Regions from separate parts of the Gasterosteus aculeatus genome. Here region 2 is linked to region 1. A link is a contact called in public Hi-C data. All regions are on one chromosome and are shown on one strand. Each heading gives the region's core, a stretch centred on a gene start, on an enhancer-like site or on the middle of the called end of the contact. The rest is flanking DNA. Distances are from core to core; before and after follow the strand shown. Region 1 holds the start of LOC120834755 (von Willebrand factor A domain-containing protein 1). Region 2 overlaps celsr2 (cadherin, EGF LAG seven-pass G-type receptor 2).

The links. Hi-C and Micro-C count contacts between places; a contact is called where the count stands out from the background.
Region 2: a Hi-C map of skeletal muscle shows a contact between it and region 1, with 1.9 times the contacts expected there. The contact joins the enhancer-like site here to the promoter of LOC120834755 in region 1. A contact is called at or near these places in 2 of 6 Hi-C or Micro-C datasets (skeletal muscle and whole body).

The regions. Positions count from the first base shown.
Region 1 is chr17:9,395,840-9,400,305 of fGasAcu3.hap1.1, reverse strand. It overlaps LOC120834755 (von Willebrand factor A domain-containing protein 1), which reads left to right and starts at 2,513. Exons shown (of 5, transcript XM_040203003.2): 1 at 2,513-2,814. The coding sequence starts at 2,733.
Region 2 is chr17:9,485,257-9,489,722 of fGasAcu3.hap1.1, reverse strand. It overlaps celsr2 (cadherin, EGF LAG seven-pass G-type receptor 2), which reads right to left. Exons shown (of 34, transcript XM_040203515.2): 16 at 4,397-4,466; 17 at 4,154-4,248; 18 at 3,779-3,988; 19 at 3,497-3,680; 20 at 2,962-3,280; 21 at 2,521-2,688; 22 at 2,308-2,431; 23 at 2,028-2,228; 24 at 1,759-1,933; 25 at 1,243-1,355; 26 at 946-1,028; 27 at 264-390; 28 at 51-161. Among protein-coding and RNA genes, the nearest start is that of dstyk, 23 kb to the left of the region's middle. Within about 2 kb of position 2,577, at least 7 of the 9 cell types and tissues checked have open chromatin away from gene starts, as enhancers often do.

The DNA of each region.
Region 1 (4,466 bases), core at 1,264-3,763:
TAAAATAGAATTTCACTATTGGTAAAAACCAGAGGCAAAGTGTCATTTAAAGTTGGATATTAGTCTCACTGGAAACTGGGCTCATGTTGCTGCTTCTGGGTAAAGTGAGAAAAGTGACTGGAATTTGAATGGATTTTTGATCACAAAGCCCGAAAAGTAATTGGATAATCGTGAGAAAAGGATGGATTCATCACACATGTTGTTCTTTGTCAAATGATCCACTCACACACAAACCCGTACCGATGTACAATTAAGATACAAAATGTATCTGGAATCTGGAATTACAAAGGGGGCTTTACAATCTTTTGCACAGGAAAATCTACCAACCAAAAAAAAACTTTGATGAGGAGAAAGAATTAATTAAAGGGGATATGTACACATAAAAAAACTAACAAACCTACAAATAGTATGAATGCCATGTTTTTCAAGAGAACGTGAATATACAAGCTCGGCTTTATGGGAAATTCCAGTTTTCCATCTCACGGGGAGGGCTGGCGATATTGCAGGCCCGGACACGCACCAGATGGTGGATGAGCAAGAAGACGAAGGAAGTAAGGCTCCATCCTTAATAATCAGTCCTTTGAGTCAGTGCCTCTAATCAATACCTGTAAGTGCTCTGTATATTGAGTTTCCACTGCTTTTACAAGGGAGACTTTTTGTTTCAAAGCCGTCCTTGAGGTGGTCCTTCATCAACGAAGAAACACTAGGCTCACATGTTCTCTCCACCCTTTGATACGCATGTTCATAATGAAGGCTTTCAGTCTTAAAGGGAAATAGGTCACTACTTTATCGCATCTCTGCTTCTGTTACAATCCATGTTAATGTGTGTGCCATGCTGACAACACATTAATCTGGAAGTTAATCAGCTAGACTCCTCAGATGAGGCAGAGCTTGTCAACATGGGGTTAATAAAATGGCTTTTTAATATCAGATGTACCTACTTTGTGCACAACCAGGCACTAATTTTCATACTGTGAACAATCAGAATCAGCTTTATTTCCCACGAATGCTTATGCATACACAAACAATTGAACAAGAACAAAAAGAAATAGAACAGATATACGTATAAACATTTAAGGTGTAAATATATGTAAATATATATTTCCAATAAGTACATAAGTATACACAGATGACACACAGTGACCTCTTAACAGAATCTCAAAATGAAGATTTGGATCCTTTTAATATATTATAATATGGTATAGCATTGAAAAAATGGTTAAAACTTCATAATGACGAACTGCGTCCCGAATCCATACGATATTAACATGATATATCATGTTTGTGAATGTGTACAGGTCACGCATATGCATCTGCACACAGGTTCACATCTAGCATATAAACATGGGTTACAAAGACATGTAACTCTCCACAACAAGCCCAATAAGTGCATGTGTTTCATGCTTAAAGTGTATTGATTTGAGAAATTCAAAGCAGTCATAAAAAATCTTCCAACTACCATCATTAATTAGTCTTTAACCAAAAATAGAGGAACCTATAGAAGACTTCAGCAGCCCTGAACCTTCAGACAGCCGTTTTGTCGACTGAGCTTAAGTTTCCGTCTACTGTCCGGGTATGCCGGCCTGGTATGTAAGCAAAAGTGTTTTTTATCAAAAGACAATCAAAACATGTCGTCTTAAAAACATTATCTTTCTACAATCTGTCTCTCACCATCCCTCCTCCGTCCTGCAGTCTGCACGCCCAACTGGCACACTGAAAATAATGGAAAACGCTGTCACATAGAGGCCAATTATCCACATTATTTCCACTGAAGACACAGACGTCTATTTTTAACACTGCAAGGCCCTCTCATCTAAAAAGGGGCAAATTCATTAAGTGGCCTTTATTGATAAAGGCTTTTATTTTTACCTGTTGGCACACACGCACACACACACACACAGAGTAGCAGGGTGCGTCCTATTGCTGCGGTATTGCAACTACAATAAATGCATTGCAATACCCTGAACTTAATCCGAGTTTTGTCCCTGATAAGAAGCAGCGTGGTGTTTTCTTTAATACAGTCTAACAGACTGGATAATTGGGTTCCCTTCTCGTTCCTTGATCCTCGCCCTGTTTACTGTTTACTGTTGTATAGTGGGTTTTGTGGTCAGCTCGGGCTTTTTCCAGGATGTCCCAAGAGAACCAGATCAGTTTCAATGTTATTCCTCTAGCACAAGAGGATGTATCGGGAAAACAGATGAGCTCATTTTGTTCTTTCAGCCACAGCCGGGATTGAATCCCGGCATGCTTGTGATGACACGGCTCCTCTGGGACCCCGTCTGTTGCATTGTGGTCTACTTGCTCAGGTGCTTGTCTGTTTACACCAGCACAAAACAAGTTCCGTGGAAATTACAGTGCCGTAGGAAATGGAAGTCTTCAAGAAAACATAAAAAGTCCCATCGTAGACCAAATAAAGCAATGTGACTGATGTTATGCTGTGGCTCAGCAGCTGCAGGAGGAGGAGTGAAATGTGCTGCAAGGTGAGAGAGCTTAGCGGAACGGCAGGGAAGGAATCCTCCGCAGGAACAGGCATGATGACGCAGGTGTGTTTGTAGGAGAAAAGTTTGGATGACTTGTGCAACACGAGGGTAACGCGGCGGAAGAAGTACACAGAAACACAGACTGGACCAACTTTCTGTGCGACGCAAACCGATGAAGGAAGACCAGGTTCTTTCTCCTGCCTGTGCTGCTTCTGACCATCTACATATATTTTTTTAAGCTGCTAAGAGAGGATGAAGGGCTTTTTGCTTGGCGTCTATCTTCTCTGGGCGATGCTGCAGCTGTGCAGCATGCAGATTGCTTCACCTGCCACAGGTGAGTTGATAACGTATGCTGCCATACAGACGTGAAAGACTGTGTACACAGTAAGCTGACAGGTTGCAATGTCCTTTTTAATGTGTTTTCCTTTTGTGCAGATGCACTCTAAAACTTGCAGGTTTGGTGAGTCAAAGCGCTGCACGTGTCACACGCTGGCATTAAGAAATGCCGGTAAACGATCAAACGGCATTTAAGGAACAATTAAGGATCTTTGACACACGGAAGGGGCTGATCATTTTTGTGTTTCATTACTTTTAATTCAGAGAATCGAAGGGGTTTTATAGGTTCACAGCTCTCTAATCGAATCAATATAAAATATAATGGTTATGCTGTATATGAATATAATCGTTTTAAATAGTATAAAGAATAATTGTTATCATACACTACAAACTGGAAAGTACCTTTACTCAAGTAGTAGTGCTATAACTTTTTACCCCATTACATTTTATTGATTGCTGCAGCAACTGGTTTCATCATTTTACATACAAAACGCATGATCCCTATGAAATATATGAAGCTGATATCGATTCAACTTCTTAACAATATCTACAAAAATTAGATTTGCTTCAACAAGCTTACAATAAAATGCTATATAACAGTACTAATACATAAGAGTAGCAGCACTTACGCACTGATGATTACAGGTTAACAGAGTTATTTTACTTCTAAATAGTTATTTGCTGTCACTTAATAATATTCATTCATTCATATTTTTGATCATAAAGGATTTGAATACTTATTTCACCCATGGAAGTGATATATAGTGAGATATTTCATAGCTTCAAAAGGTGCCAGTTTGTGGCTTATTATGGGACAAAAACAGCTATGGAAAATGTAATCTCGTCCAAATGATGTCACCGCCGGAGATATTAAAGCCTTTTGGGACCCAGAAATATATGCAAGTAAAAGTGCGCCAACTCTGTTCTGTCCTAAAACATCCCAGGGTGATATCTTTTGATCGTCTCTGCACTAAGGCCTTGGCACTACAAACCAATGATACGACAGGCACGCTCAAATCTCACAAATACACATTCATGTATTGTCCTTTGAGGAATGCAAAGATGGAGCAATGCCTTTGCATCTCCCTCAACAACTCTTATCCAACCATCTCCCCTCGTCTTTCTGTCTCGGGTCCCGTTTTCCCCTTCAGCTGCTCCACTTACGTACATACACATGCCTTATTGCGCTCTTTCCCCTCATTCCTACCTCCCCGTTTATTTTCCTGCTGTTTTATTTTCTGTCTCTCTATAAAAGTTTAATGATTATGGACCACTGCTGCAATAAAAGAATGGGTGTGTTCTGCGTAGGAGCTGCAAATGGAAAAGTGCAAAGCGTGTGGTAGAAGGGACACAATAAAGCAGATGTATACATTATGTGGAGGACAATTAGGAAATTAGTGTTGAATTTATTTTCATTTAGGGCACACGTTTAAAAATCTTGACAACCCTCAATCTAAATTATCCTACGACAGATTGTCACTTCATATGTTTTTAGATGTGATGATGTAGGCCCTGTGTCTATAACACTGGAACTATATGGGAACAACGTGTACCACATGTAGTGTAGCCACATGCAGTTCAACAACAGTTAATTGAGTCACCAAATGTATTGGAGATCTGATTGTGCAGGATGGTGCTTCCAGCTATAAT
Region 2 (4,466 bases), core at 1,328-3,827, 89 kb before region 1:
ACAAATGCAACTAACTAAAGCGCTTGGCTGAACAGAGCGGAGGGACTCACAGAGGCCTTGGATTTGATCATATGATCCGGGCGCTTGCGGCTGCAGCAGTATTTCATGGCATTCCTCGCCTCCTTATTGAAGACAACGCGGAAGAAGAAAACAAACGGACCCTGCGGTTGGGCGAGAGAAGAAGGACGAGGATAAGAGAAGAAATACAGAAATCAACCATTCAAAGTGTTTCACGGGGGTGGGGGGGGAACTGCGTGGATCACCTGAACACAGTTGAACCCGGCGAACAGGTAGTGGAAGATGATCATGTCGCTGTTGACGGAGAGGAGCGCCAGAAAACATGTGACTGAAACCAGGAGGAGAACGCCACCTGCGGTCTTTAGGCCTGAGCTGCAGAGTCACATGAGAAGGTAGTGAGGTGCCGTCAGGATGATTTGCACACATTTATTGACTTAGAAACGTAGAGACAGAGCAGCACATTGTGTGGAAACATGACCACGTAGCTGCAGGGAAATGTAAAGCTGTAGAAATGCAAAGCGTAGCCCTAATGGCACCATCGGATGCAACCGGAAACAGGCTGTTGTGCAATAAATTGTGGAACACTTATTTCCACAAAAGATCCGATGGTTTGAAATATGAAAAAAAACGTAAAAATAACCCTGAACAGCAGCAAGTATTGAGTCTTCATGATCCGATCTGCCTCAAAGTCCAAAAGCTAAATTGATTCAGTTTAGAGAGAGAAGCCAGGATGACAGATTATTGAGCTGTTGTTTTTGGAGCGATCAAAGGAGTGGTTTGATTTCATGTCGTTATTGACATTATTTAAATTGGTTGTTTGTCCAATTGTAGTGGTTTGATTGGAAAGTTCGCAATTTCAGGCTGAGCTGACTGGCAAAGTGACTTTGAGTCAACATTAATATTTGATGGAGCCGCTGGGAGACTCACACACGAGGCTCCTTCTTCTCGATGCTGTGGTGTCTCATTGTGCAGGACGCTCTGGACGACAGGACGTACAGGAAGACGTTCATCTGTGGACACATTAATCAAACGGCTTCACAACTTACAAAATGGCGGGAGATTTTGAGAGTAAACGTCAAACTAATCTCCCCGTCAGGACAGCGGAGGGCGTGTTTACTCTCTGGAGTCGCTCTGACGAGGTCGGCTTGAGTCGCCGCGTTGGAGCGCGTTTACGGAGTTCCGCTCAAACAACAGTGTGGATCTCAGGGATGTACAGGGACTCACCGACACCACCATGGCGATCGGCCCGGCGAAGCTCCAGATGAGAGTGTCGTACATGGACAGCCAACAGAAGTCTGGGTTCCCGTAGCCTTCAGGGTCAAGTCCCACTGCCAGACCTGCAGACAAACCCCCCAAAAGACACGCAGCGGCGTCAGATGACAGCTGCGGTGTGTGTAAACATTCTTTGGTTCCAAGAGAGCTGTTCATCTAAAGTCGCCAGCTCTCAGAACACTTTACTGGAGGTGTCTCACGTATTAACACTGTAATTTTCACTGTGACTTAAGTCACTCACGCAGTGAGTGTGTTGGATAACGAAGCTGTGTGATCGATGCCACCAAATGAGGTCAGCTGCTTTGTGTAAATTGAAAATAAAAGGTGAAACACATTTTCCCTCATTATCGTATAGTATCATATAGTAGATTTGCATAACTGGCATGACAGTCATGACCATCAAGTTTGGGGCTGCTGCTAGAGATTTAAATGTGTACAGAAAATACAGTTTCTTGTGAAGGTCCGGACCTGTGATGAAGGCTGGTACTCCCCAGCCAATCAGGTAGTAGAACCTCATGGGTCCGTAGTTGATGTCTCGCACTTCGCTGATCATGCGATAGACGTGCAGACCCTCCAGGAAGAGCCAGGAGAAAGTGCACAGGTAGAAGAAGTGCAGCAGGATGGCGATGACGGTGCACATAAACTGCACAGAGAGAACATCAGGTTGGAAGACGGAGGGAAGATTAAAACACGGGGAGGAAACACTAAGTGGAATAGACGGAGAACAGATTGATTACCGGGTTGTCTGCCTGGTTGATGCCCAGGATGAAAATGAGCTCGGAAAGGAAGAGCGCAACAGCTCCGTTGTTGATTATACTGGTCTTGTTGCACTGCATGGCTCTCAGACAAAGGAGGAAGATCGTGGTGAGGAAGAGGAAGCCCATCGTCACTCCCACTGTGCTCCACGTCAGGATTTTGATTGGCAGGATCTCTCCATTCTGACGATTGGAAGAGAGACGTTTGAGTCACAGAATAACGATCTTCGTGGTTTTATTGGGACTCTTTCGCGTCACTCACCTCTCTCCTGGAGATGTCCATGAGGACGGCAAAGCTGGTCATGTGATAACACTGACAGCTGATGTGGGTGCCGTTTCTGAAAACCACCTCGCAGCCCTTCGCCGACCAGCCGCCATTCCCGCCCCTGACACGAAGCACAAACAACAGAGGAAAATGTAAGAATACCACAACTTCACGCTTCTTCTCTAATCCCGAGAGCTCTGCTGTACTCACAGTATGTTGTGGTTCCAGAAGACACAGATGGGCTTAGAGCGCTCCTCGGTGGTGACCAGGCGGAACTGCACGGTGATGGGTTTGTCCAGTGCGTGCTGCAGCAGCTCGTCGTTGTCGTGGACAGTGATACTGACCACTGGCGTGTTGATGACCGGACGCTTTGGCACCCTGAAGACAACGTAAAAGAAATACACGATCAAAGGCATGAATTGTTTCCAACTGAATCTATAGAAAAATGGTCAAAAGTATAGAGTGTCCCAAACGCATTGGCAGTAAGTTACAACAAGAGTAAATATTTTCAGCAGTGGAATAATACATATTTGATGAGCTATGCACCGTGTTGATGTTAACAAAGGAACATTGTTGGATGATTTAGAGGTCAATGGCACAGAAGAATAACCCGTAACACCGTTGTCTTTGCTTCCAGTTAATTGTTCTTACCGCAGACTTCTCTTGTCTGGATCGTAGCTCTCTGGTAACAGCGAGGCCAGGCTGTGGAAGATGATCACACTGGCGATGGCGTCGGGCTGGTCGTCATCAGGGTGGCGTCTCTTCCTATTGGCTGACCGGTTCTTCAGAGACGACTCCGGGAAGACATCCAGGTGTCTGTGGCCTTTAGTGTCCACCGGTGGTTGAAAGACGGAATCGGGCAGCGTGACGGCCGTCTCGAGGTCAGCAGGACGAGGACCCCTCAGGGACTGGTACCGCGGCAGTTTGGCACCAGCGAAATTCATCTTTTTCAGGCGATCCACAGAAATGACTGTGGGGAAAAACATTATGTGTTTATATTGTGATAATAATATGATTACGATTTCTAATTTATTTTATCTGCTTTCTGTTCTTTAATTACTCCAACGATGTTGTCCTGATCATAAACATTTTTTCAAACCGACAAAACAGCATATGCACCCACTGCACGTTGGGAATATGGATCCCCGGCGGCCCACAGCCTTCGTGGGTCCTCCCAGCCTCTCACCTATGTGTGGTGTGACGATGGTGAAGGGGCTGAGGTAGGTCTGCCTCATGTTCTGAGCCAGTGTGTTTGCGTATTCCTCGTAGTGGCGCAGCAGTGCTGCCGTGCCGCCCTCCGAGTGCTGGATCAGCTCCCAGTGCGTCCGTGTGTCCGGAGCCAGGATGGCGCTGCCCACGCGGACCAGGTTCTGTCAGAAAACAAGCGAGAGTTCAGCTGACAGTGACAGTTGCCAAAACGGCAACAATGCATTGTTGTTGTTTATTGTTGAGATACACGCTTGCTCACCTCAGTGAAGTGGACGTCCTGCGTAGCTGTGAGGTTGAAGCCCTGCTGCTTGTTCTCGTGCTGCAGAAGACTCTGCGTGAGCCGATAAGCCACCTTCACGTCGCTGCCGTAGTACTTCTCCGTGTGCAAGGTGGCGTTGGCCAACATGGCGGCCGTCTGCTGGACATGTCCAGAGTCCAGCAGCGACGTGTTACGGGAAAACTTCTCAGACTGGAGGGAGGAAAGGATAATCATTCATTTACGTTTTGATGCTGCGTGAGTAAAAGGTATTTTTAACCGAACTGAAAAATATCAATTTCAATTACAAATGAGGGTGTTATTGTTGGAATCCTAAGGTTCATTTAAAAAGATAAGACGGAGGGAGAAGCCACACACCAGGGCTTTCAGCTTGCTGAAGGTAACAGAGGTGCAGTTGAAGAGATTGGGAGGCAGCCAGCCCTTGTGCTCGTCGCAGTGGCGGATCGCTGTGCCTGAAGAAAGGGGGAGAAAGTTACCACGTGGGAGTTGAGAAACAGTGGAGCTGCAGCGGGGAGAGAAGGCTTGAGGCAAGTTTAATATACTGCTTATATATTATTATACTGGTCATTTGATGGGCAGCCTGAAAAAAAAACATCATACCGAGAGTTCCCTTGGGACAGTGAACTGCTGCAGGGAGACCAAACTTAGTCCTGGGCCACCAGATCCCGGC